2 separate regions of the Oryctolagus cuniculus genome follow, and region 1 is linked to region 2. Evidence: chromatin contacts called from public Hi-C data. All regions are on one chromosome and are shown on one strand. The core of a region is the stretch at or near the end of the contact, and the rest is flanking DNA. Distances in the headings are between cores, read along the strand shown. Region 1 has its middle 50 kb from the start of CD44. Region 2 holds the start of CD44 (CD44 molecule (IN blood group)).

Region 1 (7,746 bases), core at 4,064-6,563, 49 kb before region 2:
TATATCTAGGGAGACACTTTTCAGCAGGAAAAGCAAGATCACAAGATCTTTTAGAACAGGACTTAGCAAACTATGACCATAGGGCCAAATACAGTGGATAATCTGTTTTTATAAATAACGCTTTATTGGGACATGTGTCTGGTCATATTGAGTAGCTGTGACAGATACTACAGAGCTTGTAAAGCTGACAATATGTTCAAACAGAAAATGTTTGGTGACCTCTAAGCTAGATGATGAGGCTTGGAGTTGATTATTATATTAAAAATGACTCAAAAAATGACTCACTATTTGAAATTTGAATTCTACTAGCAGTCCTGAATTTTGTCTGGTCACATTATTCACAGGCTACCTTTGTGATAAACTATAACTAAATTAAACAATGTTTAAACTCCCAGGGCAACAAAGAATTTCTAGATCTCTTGTGCCTTTTGCCTCTCCCTCCACACACCTTTTATGAGGACATCCTTCTCACCAGTTTCTTTCCAAGGGCTGTTCAGGAAAAAGAACCAATCACATCCATCAAGAGGGACAATGTGACGTTAACTGTCATTGATTAAACCAGAGAAGGGCTGGAAACTGAGAAAGAAGAAGTCAAACTTTTTGAAGTGACTCACAGGAAGGAAACCTGGTAACAGACAGTTGGGTGATTGGCTTCTGACTCACTGGAGTTTTCTTTGCTTCAGATTTGCAGCTGTCTATCCACGCTAGTGATGCTAATGGTAGTCTTCTTATCAACAAACCACTTTAATTTCCATGACAGCAGAATGAAAACTTAGGTGTAGTTCAACTACAGGGTGTTTTCTGAATCCTCACATTGAATAAAAGTGGGCATTTTGGGGTTTTACAGAAAGTTTGTGAGATAAAATCCTGATGACTCCGTGAGGGTCATGCTCATGGTTTTGTGTTAAGCCAGCATTACATTCTCTGTAGGTTTCCGGGGAAAAGGTTCAAAAGAAGTCGAATCTGCGTAACCTTCTCTATGCTGTGGTGACCAGGGGGTAAATCTCACCTGCGGTGGGAAGCATCATGTTCAGTGAGGACTTTAAGAGACTGGGTAATATGGTTATATCAAAAACCTAGAAAGTATTAAACTAATATATAATTGTCGTTGTTTTCCTCTATCAGTCATTCTGTAGCAGCATTGCCACCATTGTGGCCATATTGGAAGAGCCCATGCAGATCCACTGCCGAGAACAAGCCTACTGTTCAGCTGTAAGGGTGCAACTAACTAGCTTATGGTCTACGACTCCCAGCAACTTTGCCTACCTCCCCTCTTTGGTTGAGACTGTCCTCTTCCTGGGAAGCCCCGAACAGTGGTTGAGCCTAGTGTGTGTGTGTGTGTGTGTGTGTGTGTGTGTTGCGGGTGGGGGAAGCTAGGATTTGGTTCTCAAGATGAATCTCTTCAAATGAACAGTCTTTGTTATGGAATTTCCCTTTGGATGGGCCAATACGTTGCTGGGTCTGCATGAGAGACTAAGGCTCTCCCTGGCCCACTCTGCTTCCTCCCTCCTTAAGATTCATATGTATCCTTCCTCAGTGCAATGAGCACTTGTGTTCTCCCAAAATTCAGATGTGAAGATCGCAACCCCCAAGTGATGGCCTTTAGGAAGGAAGTAGATCATAGGGGAGGATCCCTCGTGACTGGGATTGATGTTCTTACGAAAGGGGTGCAGAAAGTGCTCTTGCTCTTCCTACCACGTGAGAACACACTTGAGAAGACGAAGTATGCAGCAAGAAGAGGGTCCTCAGACTCCAACCACGCTGGCACCTGAGTTCAAACACCCAGTGTCCAGAACTGTGGGAAATGAGTTTCTGTCATTTAAACCACCCAGTCTGTGCTTTTTCCCCCCTGAGGCTAATAGAGACACCCAAGGAGCCTCTTGCATTCCTAATTCTGCTGCAGAGTTTATTTCCCAAGGGCATATTCGATGCAATCACCATAGCTCTGGGGAACAGGGCAGGGCAGAAAGGATGCTGTCAGGGGAAAGTTCTCACCAGAAAGGAAGAGGAAAGGGGGAAAGTTCACCCCTTTATTCCCAAGGAAGGATGACAATGAGGAGAAAGAGGGAAGGAGGGTAAGACTTTCTAACCTCGGGGTCCTGCCTCCCTCTTCCTCAGGAACAAGCTTTTTGGGGGCAGGAACTATAGAACTATTTCGAAAGGTATTGAGAAGTTAAAAACACAGCATAGGAGGCTGAAAGCACCCTGAGTAGTCCCACATTTGACTTGGTGCCCTGTCTCACGTGACTCGAGAGAGGTAGTGTCATAGTCATAGAGGGATCTTCCCCATGGACAGAAAAATGATGTATCTCCATGTTCCTCTGGGCTCTGGTGAAGCTCAAGGGGAGCCAGCGAGGGCTCACTGGAAATGCATAGGCCTGGGATGGAAAGTGGAGGCCAATAAGATTGTGCACTTTGATTTTTTGTTTTTTTGACAGGCAGAGTGGACAGTGAGAGAGAGAGAGACAGAGGGAAAAGTCTTCCTTTACCATTGGTTCACCCTCCAATGGCCGCTGCGGCTGGCGCACCATGCTGATCCAAAGCCAGGAGCCAGGTGCTTCTTCTGGTCTCCCATGCAGGCGCAGGGCCCAAGCACTTGGGCCATCCTCCACTGCCCTCCCTGGCCACAGCAGAGAGCTGGCCTGGAAGAGGAGCAACCGGGACAGAACCTGGTGCCCCGACCGGGACTAGAACCCAGGGTGCCAGAGCCGCAGGCAGAGGATTAGCCTAGTGACCCGCAGCACCAGCCCACTTTGATTTTTAGATGTAATACAAAATGGGGCCATCGCTGTGGAGTAGTAGGCTAAGCCTCTGCCTGAAGCGCTGGCATCCCATTTGAACACAAGTCCAAGTTCCGGATGCACCACTTCCAGTCCAGCTCCCTGCTAATGTGCTTGAGAAAGCAGTGGATGATGACCCAAGTCTTTGTGCCCCTTTACCCACATGGGAGACCTGAAAGAAGCTCCTGGCTCCTGGCTTTGGATCCACCCAGCTCCAGCCATTTCGGTCATTTGGGGAGTGAACCAGAGGGCGGAAGACCCCTCTCTCTGAATCTCCCTCTCCCTGTCTGTAGCTCTGTTTCTCAAATAAATAAATAAATAAATCTTTTAAAAAAATAGAAACATAGATAAAAACAGATCCATTTTTTTAAAAAGAAGTAATGACGGAGTCAGTGTTTCATGGCTCTGAATGCCATTGCATGCTAATGGACAAGTCAGACCAGAAACACCTCAGGGGACTCTGGCACAGTACTTAAATGGACAGAGACATCCATCGGGGAGTCTACCAAGACCACAGGCCATCATGCAGATTCCCAGAGCCACATGGGAAGGCCACTTTCACCAAGCCTGGATTCAGGTGCCAATATCAGGGGGCCAGAGTGTGCTGGAAGAAAATAAGATATGCGAGCTCTGCCGAGTGACCGTGCGAGTTCAGTCTTTTCCTCCATACTCCACAGGCTTAGGAGTGCACAGGCAAGTTTGTTCAATTACAGAAAACAAAGAAGCTGCATATTTTTGCATATCTGAGAACGTGTGAATCAACTGATGAGCCCATTGCACTTGAATAAAGCATTTTCATTTTGAATTTTAGTCCATGCTGTGAGTTAAGACCAGGTAGGCTTAGGGTTTTTAAGTCCTGTCTGGGCAGCAGCTGCCTGCAAGGAACCTCATGGAGTGAGTAAATTACAGCCTCTCTGTGTGGTGAGCACTTGGCTTCTCTTAAAGACCACATTTTCCAAGGGGGTGGGAGGTGAACCACTGGTGGGAGCCAAGATGATTTTAGGTGGTGTGTGGACACCGTTAATTAGCACTGAATCACACGCAAAGTATTCCATTTCCAGTTCCTCGCAGTCCTTCTGAGTATGTGAGAAACTTTCGGTGTTCTCTCCTTGTTAACCTCGCTAGCACCTTCCACTTCCCCTGTTAAACAGCCACAGCAGGCTTCAGACTCAGAGTACAAGCAGCAGCCCACTCCGACGTACCCTTCCTGCAACCAAGATGATCCTCAATGAGAAGTCCAGTCACTTCTGCACTTATGGCCCCCCTCCAATGCCTCCTCGAGCAATTCAGAGGAAAAGCCTGCGTCCCTCCAGGGCCCTCACGGCTCCCCTATTCTGAGACTTCACACTCCAGCCTCACCCTCTTCGTGCCCCGCTCACTCACTGCTTAACCCACAGTGCTGTCCACCTGGGTCTCAGAATCACCCTTCCCAGACACCAGCAAGAGCTCCTGCTCTTCCCCCCCAGGACCTCAGCCACCTGCCACCTTCCCCGTGAGGGCTGCTTGGTTATCCTTTCTTGGATGGCAACCCCCCACCCCTTGTACACGCCCTACCTCCTGCTCTGCCTTGGGCAGGTGTGTAGGTTTACTTCAGTACAGTGTGGTTGTTTTCACTAATGTGTCATTTTGGTTGCCCACTTCCTTTTCATCGTGCTAAACTCCACGAGGCCAGAAACTTCTGCTGAATTTGCAACACCCCAGGACTCACGCCACAGTCACAAGTTGAAGAAGAGACTATTCCAGGCTCCCACGAGCCCCTTCTGCTTGTTACTATCTGTATCATGTCTTGCGTCCTTCTCAACTCCCTTCTAATCCTCCTTTTCCTGGCAAAGCAAACACAGGCAAAACGCACAAGGCGCTCTGGTCCCTGTTCTCAGCTCCGTGGGAATTCTGATAGATATGCGCACATGTGTTCATTTTTTTTCCTTTCCTGATTGGTCATGTGGGGTGTGGAGCGTCAAGGGAAGGGAATTTGGGGAATTCTTGACCTGGTTGTGCTCTTGCTTTGTCCCTGACAGTCCTCGGCTCCCTCCCACCTCTTGCAGCTCACATGGGCTCTACATTCCTGTCTGGTGAGCTCTGCTCCTGCGCAGACTGGGACGTTTGGGCTGGGATGGGGAGAGCACGGAGGCGCAACACTTCCAGCCTCCTCTCATCATCGATTGCACATGTGTACTGGGCTGCTGCTTCCCAGGGCCGGGCTGTGGAGTCTCTCTGATCCTTGAACTGAATGATAAATCACACACAGAGATCTAGGGCTCTGGAAGGGAGAGTGGATATGGAGGAAGCAGCCAGGGAGGCCCCGCCCCGCCTGGTAGACTGAATCCTTTGGCCCTGGCTACCCCTGTCACCGCAGCCCCCCGCGGGTTTGCCAGGGAGATGGAGAGGAACATTCGGGTGAGACCTCCTCAGAGCGTGGGAGGCCCCACCCCACCTCGCACACCCCAGAGGCAGCCACACCACCCGCTGGAATGAGAGGGACTACCACACCTCTGCTCTGGTCCTCTGTTGGATCCGCTGGTGTCTCCGACTTGAGCGTGTGTTACAAGACAACACCTGGGTTTTTTCAAGGGCCAGGAGATACTGGGTGGGCTGAGCTAGGCTGCCCTTAGCTGGGGAGTGAGCTGGGGAGCTGGCTGGGAGCTGGCTGGGAGCTGGGGCCCCTGACCACCTCTAGGCTCTGGTAAATTGGAGGGAGGCGCCAAGGGCTCCGGTTCGCCTGCTTTCCGTAGCAGTGCGCAGCTGCAAGTGACCATAGCAGGCTTGGAGCACTCCCATCTGAGCTGCGGTGGCCATTGCGCACCCCAGTGCCAGGACGAGACCCGGGTTTGAGGAAACTTTGGGAGGAGCCGGTAATGACATACTGAAACTCCGGAACATGCCTCGCACTTTCATCTTGCCAAAGCTGTCACAGCCGTTCCCGTTCGTCCGTTCTCATTTCTTCCCCTACATGTAGCCGGCTTTCCCGCTGTCCACATGCCCCCATCGCCCATTTTACAGCTGAGAAGATGGAGGCTGTGGGGAGGTGGATTCACTGGGCGCTACCAGCAAAACGGCAAATATTTCAAGTGCACATCTCAGGACCCGCAATGTAGGGTGTCTCCTAGTCCCTTTGTGGGACACGAGTTCCTCAAAAAGGAGCCTCGTAGGTCTGAGGCCCGAAACCGCAGGGCCCACTGATGTGGCTGCAAACTGCAGCTCCGAGCCGGCGAGGGCAAAGCCATTGAGAAGAGGAACCACAGCGCGCCGTGTTTACATGTGTTCCCGCTCGGTCTCCATGGCAGCCGGCACAGAGACAAAAAATGCTTCCTCAATATTTGGAAGGGGGTGTGAAGCCAGCCCTGGGAGATCCTCTTTCTCCCGGCAGCCCCTGGGCGTGGCGGTTTCAAACAGCAGGGAGCTGCTGAATCCTCCCCATAGGTATTTGAACCACGCAGAATGCAGAGGCCTCCTCGCCTGCTCCCGCGTCTCCATCAGGCAATTACTCATGGTGTCAGGAAGGGATGGTGTGACTACGGAGGGGCCCAGAGGTTGTGGTTTCCAGCTTTTAACCACAGCATTCAGGGTGTGCCTCCGTTTTCGTACAATTTCCAAGTGTCCATCATTATCTAATTCTCCCTGAAGAATCTAAATTGCTTTATGATGTATATGCATCAGTGATGTGAGCGGAGGTTTTGAGCCAACAAACACCATTGAGCTGAGAAGCCTCCTTCTTGAATGTATTTCCCACGCTGCCCAGGGGGAGGTTACCCCTTCTCAGCATGGGTCGCAGGGCCCTCTGGGTCAGAAATGAAGTCCACTTGGCCAGGATTGCAACTGTGGCTCAGCTCAGCTCCACCTGTGGTCAGCAGAATCCTTTTCTCTCTTGGCATCTCAGTTTGTGACTAACGTGTGATTTATGGGGTGGTGTTCATATTTTGCGTGGTGGAAGCTGTACTCTGAGTACTTGGAGGAAAAACAAGAATAAAAGCATTCCTCACCCCCAGCCCCTAAAGAGCTTACAGTCTACTTAGCTAAGTTCTCAGCCAGCATCCAGCCAGACATCACATACTCAACGTGTGACCCACACATCTGCTGAAGTCCATGTGATAAACTGAGCCCCTGTGCAATATCCCAGCAGGACTGGATTCGTGGGCAGGCAACCTGCTGAGGGACCCACACTCTGAACGTCTTGCTTGGAGTTTAATGTACTGCCATGGCTGCCTTGCATTTCTGGATTTATCTTTCAACTTGAGTTTTCTAAGTGAAATTTCACAGGACAAGGGAGCTCTCTGGTGATCCCACCTTCTGCTGCAGCTGCCTGTTGGGCTCCCAGTGTCCCAGGGACACCTTACTCCCTATCCACCCCTACTCCATGACTGTTGCAGCCCATCCCCCAGGTGGTGGACAGGGAGGCATCATTCTGCCCTCCCTTTCTGCTCCCTGCAGGGGGCACGCATGTCACAGAACCTGGGGGAGGAGGGCCACTTCTTCCCCGAGCTGCCAACTCCATGGTGGAGTACCTGGAAGGCATCCACATCACCAGTGTGCCTTGTGCAGAGATTGGAATCCTTTACACTACGGGTTGAAGGAATGGGCTGTGGGAAGGAGAGATTGACTTCTCTGGCTGCACGGGGTTGACTTTTCATTTTGTACTTGGAGCCCACAGATGGCCAGCTGGCTGTGTGCACTCCAGCGGCTCCCCTTCTCTCCATCTGAGCAGGTCGTGGACAACTGTCATGAACAGAGCTTATGTAAGCCAATCTTGATTTCCCAGTTCAGGTGTGTTTTTGTTTTTAAATTGTATTCTGTACCTCAGAACCCATGTGAACCATAAAAGTAGCCAAATTGACTCTGATCTGGATGTAGTGACATCACCTTAGAAATATACTTTATATATTTCTAATATGTATATACTTTATATATATATATATATTTGAAAGGCAGAGTTACAAAGAGAGAGAAAGAGAGATGGGGTCACTCCCCA
Region 2 (7,704 bases), core at 522-3,021:
GACAGTCCCTAAAGACAGGGTCAGGCCTCATCTATCTTGAGACTTTTTTGTGCCCATTACTCATTTGATGAGTAAATGGGTAAGCAGGTGGCTGGGTGCCTCACTGCCCAGTTTTCCCATTTCTTTCAATAAATTACAGAATCTTGCCTTTCCTTGGAAATTCAAGCATGATTCCTTCAGGACCTTGCCACAGCTACAGATGGTCACTTTCACTTTCTGTGCATTGCCCAAGGCAAGAAGTTCATTGAGATCTACTCTCAGTAGTCCACATTAAAACTGCTTTTGCTTTCCAAACACTGCACCATAGTATCTTCTAGGTGAAGATGGAATTAGGATCCAAAATGTAGTTTTTTATATCTTCAAACTTGAAATGCCTTCCTGAAAGAACATGACAGTCGAGGCCAGCGCTGTGGTATAGCGGGTAAAGCTGCTGCCTGCAGTGCCGGCATCCCTTATAGGCACTGGTTCGAGTCCCAGCTGCTCCACTTCCTATCCAGCTCTCTGCTATAGCCTTGGAAAGCAGTAGAAGATAGCTCAAGTCCTTGGGCCCCTGCACCCTCATGGGAGACCAGGAAGAAGCTCCTGGCTCCTGGCTTTGCATTAGCACAGCTCTGGAGAGTGAACCAGTGGATGGAAGACCTCTCTCTCTCTCTCTTGCTGCCTCTCCTTCTCTCTCTGTGTAACTCTGCCTTTCAAATAAATAAATAAATCTTTAAAGAAGAAAACAAACATGACAGTCCCTTCTCCTGTTTAGATTTACTAGGTAGGCTACACTGGGGAGAGTAGATGAATGTTTGTGTAGAATGTGGTATAAAAGGGAGCAGGAAAGGAGGGTTGAATGTGGGGGTGGATGACAGCACAGATAAATGATGGGTAGAAATGTTGATGATGGATGGATGTGAGATGAATGGATACATCAACTAACAGAGAGGTGTTTGGAAAGGAGATGTTTCTGGGTCGGGAGCACAAAGAGATGTGAAAGCGGAGGTACAGAATGGTGGAGGAGCAGCTGTGTGGGAGGATGTGCGGAAGAAAAGGCGGTTGGATGGATGGATGGCTGGTTGAATGGATGGAGCCAGTGGATCAGTAGATGAATGGGAAGATGAATGGATTTGAACAGATAATAGATGGACAGTGGGCCGGATGGATATTAGCGCTCCGGAAGTACGTAAGGAAAGATGGGTGGATAGATGGACGGTGAATGGAAGGTTATTCAGGAGGAAGACTGAGTGTGTGGGCACAGAATGAACGCGGCGGTTGCGGGATCCAAATCGCAGCCCCAGGGCGGGCCTTGGGTCGCTTTCCCTGAGCAGTCCTAAGGAGAAGCAAAACGTCACTGCCACCGACGATGCGGACCTCACTATTCTTCGAAGGGAAGAAGAATGCACTCTGCCCTCCTCCCCTGGGAGGAAACCTAAGCCCCTGCCTCCCCCACCTCCAATCCTCGCCCAGGACGCCCACCTGCCTGGGAGACCCAGAAATGCTCCCCAAACCAAATGCAAAAAGAAAGCTAGCGGGAAAGGAGAGGCAGAGGCTAAACACAAGGGAGGGAGGTTTTAGGGGCTCAGTCATCCTAGCAAGCGGCGGAGCCAGCTGACGGGCGTCCCGGGGCGCACGGACTGGGGGCGCAGGGAGTCCGCAGGCAGCCAGGGCGGGCAGGGGCGGAGGCCCGCGCCAAGGACTGCTGGTACGTCTTTAAACCTCCGCCGGCGCCTTAGACACAGCCCCTCGCTTGGGTGTGTCCTGCGCTCGCTCCCTCCCTCTTAGGTCACTTTCAAGCCTCGAATAAAAACTGCAGCCAACTTCCGAGGCGGCCTCATTGCCCAGCGGCCCCCAACCTCTGACAGCTTCGGTCCGCCCCGTGCGCCCCGTCCTCCACCGGCCCCCGCCCCGCGCCCCGGGACCTCCCCTCCTCCAGCACCACCGCTTGCTCACTCGATTCGCTGGGACACACCATGGACAAGTTTTGGTGGCGCGCAGCCTGGGGACTCTGCCTAGTGCAGCTGAGCCTGGCGCAGATCGGTGAGTGCCCGCCGCAGCCCAGGGCGGCGGCAGGGGTGTCCGCAGTGTCCAGGGAGCAGCCGGGCAGGAGCCCGGTAGATTGAGTCCGCCCTGGGAGGCTGGAGTCAAGTGGGGCGGTGAGTGACCTGAACTGAGTTCAGGAGAGCAGCGCTGGGATTTGCGCTAAGCGGTTGGCGAGTCTGTCGGTGGGAAGCACCGTTTGGTGGAGTGGAAAAGGAGGCAGAGAGTTGGCCGGGCAGGCTGCCCTCTCAAGTTCGGCGTGAGGGCGCCGGAGCTGGAGCACATGGCAGAATAACTGTACTTCTGGGTGCGCGCAGAGGCAGGGAGGGGAGCCAGAGCTAGGGTAGGGGCTGCTGGCAGGGTGGCCAGAGGTGATCAGAGTTACAGGGGTGGGAGCCGGAGGCAGTGAGCTTTCCAGAAAGAGCTCCTGTGTTCATGTGGCTGCCCAGTGAGCCTGATTTCCAACCTCTGGCTGTCTGGTCCTGCCCCTGACCACCCTAGCCTTGAACTTGAACCCTAGAACTTGAACCAACCCTGGAGATGAGGTTCTAGCCTGGGGCAAGGAGTGCGAATAAGAGGGACAATGACTGGGCGCCTGCTCAACTCTGCCAGCCTTCTGTTCTGCCAATCAGTTTGGGGAAATCCAAACAAGAATGTGGCTCCTGTTCCCTGCCCCTGCCTGGCAGTCTCACCCCAGGGAGGAGAGTCTGGACACCAGCGTGAAGTCAGGGACCTCGGAGCCAGGGCTCCAGTATCACATGCGAACAGACTGGTGCCTTTCTGTGGCCGCTGAGGGGCGTGCAGTGTGTGAGGTATTCTGGTGTGGCTCAACTCCAAGTGTTCCCTTTCTTTGTCTATATATGTACAGATAATTACACGGTTGATTTGCTTATCGCTTGGAAAATTAATTTTTCTTTCAACAAGTGCCAGCTGGGTCATTAAGACCGCTCAGCCTATGGTTCATAATACTCAGTGAGTGTTTATTAAACTCAGTTTGGGGGTATCCAGGAAAGCCAGAGACACAGTCCCACCTGGGTACTTTAGATGAGGCTAGGTTAAGGACCTAGAATTGCATTTCCTGAGGACAGAAGTAACAATAGTGGTAATAATAACAGCAAGAACAATGCTAGCTACCCCCTACTGCACCGTTCCCTGTGCAGGGCACTGTGTTAAATCCTTGGTCTGTGTTACCTCCTTGAACTCCCACAGTGGCCCATCATTGGGTCTGTTTTCTGGGAGGGAAACTGAGGCACAGAGAGGTTTCACACAGATAGGACTGTGCTGGGTTGGAACCCTGGCCCACTGAATGCCAAAGGCCAGGCTTAGGATGGGTTAGACTCAAAGGGAAGGGCCGACTCTTAAAGGAGCTCAGGGCAGGAGGGGCTCTGGGCAGGAACTGGAGCTCCAGCAGCCCCTTGAAACGCAGAAAGCTCAGGATGGGAGAGAAGAGACTCTTGGAAGCAGGGAGAGCGTTGGGGCCTGGTGTCAGAGGAGGGGGGCAGAGGAGGCTTCTCTGTGACCACCTGGGAGGTTTATTTGTACGCTGCCTACCTCCCTGCCGGGTCTTCTGCTTTGGTTCCAAGGTGTTCTGAATCCTGACTCCCTGCTTCTTCTAAAGGGTTCTACCTCCAAGTACTTGGCACCATCCTCAGCCTTGAGGCTCTCCCAGCGGGCTCGCTCCTGCCTGGGGTGCCTGTGGTCTCTCAGAACCTCCCTTCCTTTGGAGGAAGCACAGTGACTGTAGCTGCCTGGGCACGGGCTTTCACGTGCTCAGAAAGCTCTTTGGAAGGAAGGAACTGAGACTTGCAGAGGCGATGTGGCTTCATAGAGGGCTTGGGGCTGGGCAGGAAGACAGGGGAAGGAGAAGAAGGAGTTGCTTCTTGTTGGGGAGTGGTGGGCTCTGGAGGACAATGGGAAGCTGTGAAGTGGAGCAAGGCTTGTGGGTAGAAAGAAGCATCCAATCTTTGTATACAAAAGCGAAAGGTAGAGAAATGGCCCCATGTAGGTAAGGAATGTCAGTCCGAGAAGCTGAGTTGGAGAGTTGAATGAGGTGCTGTGGGTGGCTTAAAGAAAGTGGCCCTTGATAGAGGCCTGGGGGTGAGCCCCCCCCCACCCAAGCACATCATATCTCTGCTTCTCTGTGAGCTAGGTCATGGCTAGGGAACTGTGGCCTTGGCATTGAAAAACTGGATTGTGTCTGGGAATTGTGGGACTGGGAGTGGCAGACCCCTCCCTGTCCCCACTGAACTTTGTCCGGAGTTAGAGCTACAGCTGTGTTCCCATGTGCCCAAGTGAGGAAGCAACACTCCATCCCTACCAGGATTAGCACTGATTAATTCAAGGATTCCCCCTATTACACATTGGCCATGTACTTCCAGCAAAGGTGTGGTGACAAGATGAGTAGGAAAAAGTTCCATTTTCTTCCAAATTACCCCATGCAGGAGTGGATGCTAGGCATCCTGAAATTCCTAGTATATGACAGACTCCCTTTCATTCATTCAACAAATCTTTTCTGATTCATTTTCATAGACACAGAGACAGAGACAGACATTAAGGATTGTTTAGAAAAATCCCTTCTTTTTTCCAAGGAGGAAAAAAAAGACCCTGAAGGAAGTGGAAGAGTGACTTTCCCTCTCTGAGACTTGTTAGGATGTGAGGGCGGGGTGCTTGTGCCCGTTTGGTTAGGGAAATACCCCTGACTCGAGGAGGGAGGAGTCTGGCCCCCGGTCCTGTAGTGGGCGGGGAGGCTGTTGTCTGTTGGGGCAACAATATGTGTTCTATGCTCAAGTGCTATCTTGTGCATGCCTAGCAGTTCTGTCATTTACTCTGCCTTGTGCCAGCTTGGGTTTAATGTAAGAGCACTCTTGTGTGTTTAGTATAAGAACAACCATGTGTATTTAGTATCAGAGCAAGCTTGTGTGTTTAGTACAAGAGCAATCTTGTGTGTTTTGACAGAAGCAATCTTGTGTATTTCTTAGCTAACACTCAGGGAAGATGCTGTGGGGCTTCTAGCACCTGCAGGAACATAACCAGAGGGGTAGGAGAGCACTCCGATTTTCAAAGCTTGGTGCCTTGCTATTGTACTGTATGGTACAAAACGTGTTCCTAAAACCATAGGAAGTACCACTTAGCAAACAGCACCTGTACTGGGCATTAAGTCAGGGCTTGGCATAGATTCTCTGATAGGAGCCTCAGAGCAGCCGTGTGAATTACTACTGTTAACTCCGTGTGCCAGATAGAGAGATGGAGCCTCCGAGACACGATGTGACTCACCCACCGACCAAGTGCTGGAGCTGGGATTCCCCCTGTGTGAAATTCCCCCTGTTAGAATCCAGTGGCCACAGGCCTTCCATTCATTACTGTACCTGTGGAGGACTTTGGAAATTGTGTGTTGTTTTCCCACCCTGCCTGTCCCCTGGGCCTGGCACAGGTGAAGCCTGGTATGAGTGGCTTCTCTCTCCGCCCTCTTGCAGGCTGTAGACTCTTAGCTGCCTTGCCCTGTCTGGGGCTAGCCTGTCTCCACCCCACCCCACCCCCACCCCCCAGGCATGGCCACAGCTGTCGGAGATGCCAACCTAGTTATTTGCTTCTAAAATAAGTCAGTTCCCTTATCAGAGTCCAGCTGCCTTCTAGACATGCTCTCATTTGCAGGGTTTGGAAAAGAAAGAGAGAGAGAGAGAGGGAGGCTGTTTCTTTGTTGAAGAGACAAGTCAGGGCAATGTCCTTGTAAGGGCTGTCACCCTGACCCTGTAAGCACTCCAGTGGCATTGACCCTGAGAATCTGTCTTCAGAGGATCATCAGCAGGCTATGTGTGCCCTGGGAAGAAGTCTTGAGGTATCTAGGCAGTGGGCTGACATGGTTCTCTCTACTAAACTCAAGGATCTTGAACCGAAACCCGGTGAGGAGCACTAGGTGACACGTGGCCAACCAAGGGAGGTTTCAGATCTGCCTGCAGAGTCAGGCCTCCAGGCTGGGGTCCCCGAGGCAGAGGAGGTGGTGGGAATGCGAGCGGGGCCTCCCCAGCAGTCCGTCCTGGTTGGGAGTAGATCTGGGGCTGGGACAAGATAGCAGCAGCAGTTGTATTGCCAGCACCTCCATTGCAACTGACTCCACCCAGGGCCCGAGAAGGAAGTGGTTCTAGTGAAAGAAGCTGCGGCAGGTGGCAGATGCTGCCACGCACAGTGCAGTGTTCAAAGGGGATCTTTCATGTCTCAAAGAGAAATTCTGGGGTTTGCACAGCCAGAAGCTGATGACTCAATTTCCTTTGTGTCTGCTTGAATGGGAAGGACACAAATATTCTTTAGAATTACTGGGATAGGATGATGCTTTCTGCCTTAAATAAGAATTGCATTTTTTTTTTACTCACGTAGCCAGGTACAATTTTTTCTTAATAGTGTACTCCCCCAAAACTGGACAGCAGGAGTTTGGGAAGCCAGCCCAATTGGCCAGGAGCTTGGAAAGGCCCCTTCTAGGGCGTGTCGCTCTGGAGTCCTGTTGGCATGGATGCAGTGAGTGTGCAGTCCAGATATTCTTGAAGAGTCAGGATCTTGAATGTGCAAGAACTCTACCAATTGACATATGCTGTATATTTTGACTAAATGTCTCTGTATCTTTCTACAGATAAATACATGAGTTCATGTGATTATAAGTCAAACACTTTATAAGGCTTTTCACATAAAGAATTTCACATCTTTGCAACTTCTTAGTCTAGTGTCCGCAGAAATTGATATTTGGTTCAGAAAATATGTATACTTTGGAGAGAAATATAATATGTTATTTCTTGATCTTAGTGTGTGAATTACCAGGAGAAACCACATATTTGGTTCTTGTTTTCTAGATGTATACATCTCCATATTATGAGTGTGTGTGTACATATATTAGTACATGAGTCTGAACACATGTGCCGATATGCATGTGAATGTAGCTGGTCAGTCATTCTCTTTTTTTTTTTTTTTTTGACAGGCAGAGTGGACAGTGAAAGAGAGAGAGACAGAGAGAAAGGTCTTCCCTTGCCGTTGGTTCACCCTCCAATGGCCGCCGTAGCTGGCGTGCTGCGACCGACGCATCACACTGATCCGAAGGCAGGAGCCAGGTGCTTCTCCTGGTCTCCCATGCGGGTGCAGGGCCCAAGGACTTGGGCCATCCTCCACTGCACTCCCTGGCCACAGCAGAGAGCTGGCCTGGAAGAGGGGCAACCGGGACAGAATCTGGTGCCCCAACTGGGACTAGAACCCGGTGTGCTGGTGCCACAAGGCGGAGGATTAGCCTATTGAGCCATGGCACCGGCCCAGTCATTCTCTTTTTTTAAAAAAATATTTTATTTATTTGAAAGGCAGAGTTACGAGGTGTGGGGGCAGAGAGACAGACATCTTCCATCTGTTGGTTCACTCCCCAAATGACCGTAAAGGCCAGGGCTGGGACAGGCTGAAGCCAGGAGCCAGGAGCTTCAGTTGAGTGTCCATGTCAGTGCAGGAGCCCAAACACTCGGACCATCTTCCACTGCATTCCCAGGCATATCAGCAAGGAGCTGGATCTGAAGAGGAGTAGCTGGGACTTGAACCGGTGTTCATATGGGATGCCGGCATTGCAGGTGTTGGCCTAAACTGTTACACCACAATGTCAGCCCCGATCAGTCATTCTTATGGGCATCCCACACTGTGTTAGGTATTATGGGGGAATGA

The links. Hi-C and Micro-C count contacts between places; a contact is called where the count stands out from the background.
Region 1: a Hi-C map of an unstated tissue shows a contact between it and region 2, with 2.0 times the contacts expected there. The contact joins the enhancer-like site here to the promoter of CD44 in region 2. A contact is called at or near these places in 2 of 6 Hi-C or Micro-C datasets (embryonic fibroblasts and an unstated tissue).

Annotation. Positions count from the first base shown.
Region 1 is chr1:30,901,733-30,909,478 of mOryCun1.1, reverse strand. No RefSeq gene overlaps it. Among named protein-coding and RNA genes, the nearest start is that of CD44, 50 kb to the right of the region's middle. Within about 2 kb of position 5,313, at least 6 of the 8 cell types and tissues checked have an H3K27ac peak or open chromatin away from gene starts, as enhancers often do.
Region 2 is chr1:30,849,465-30,857,168 of mOryCun1.1, reverse strand. CD44 (CD44 molecule (IN blood group)) reads left to right here and starts at 1,771. Exons shown (of 9, transcript XM_002709051.5): 1 at 1,771-2,022. The coding sequence starts at 1,956.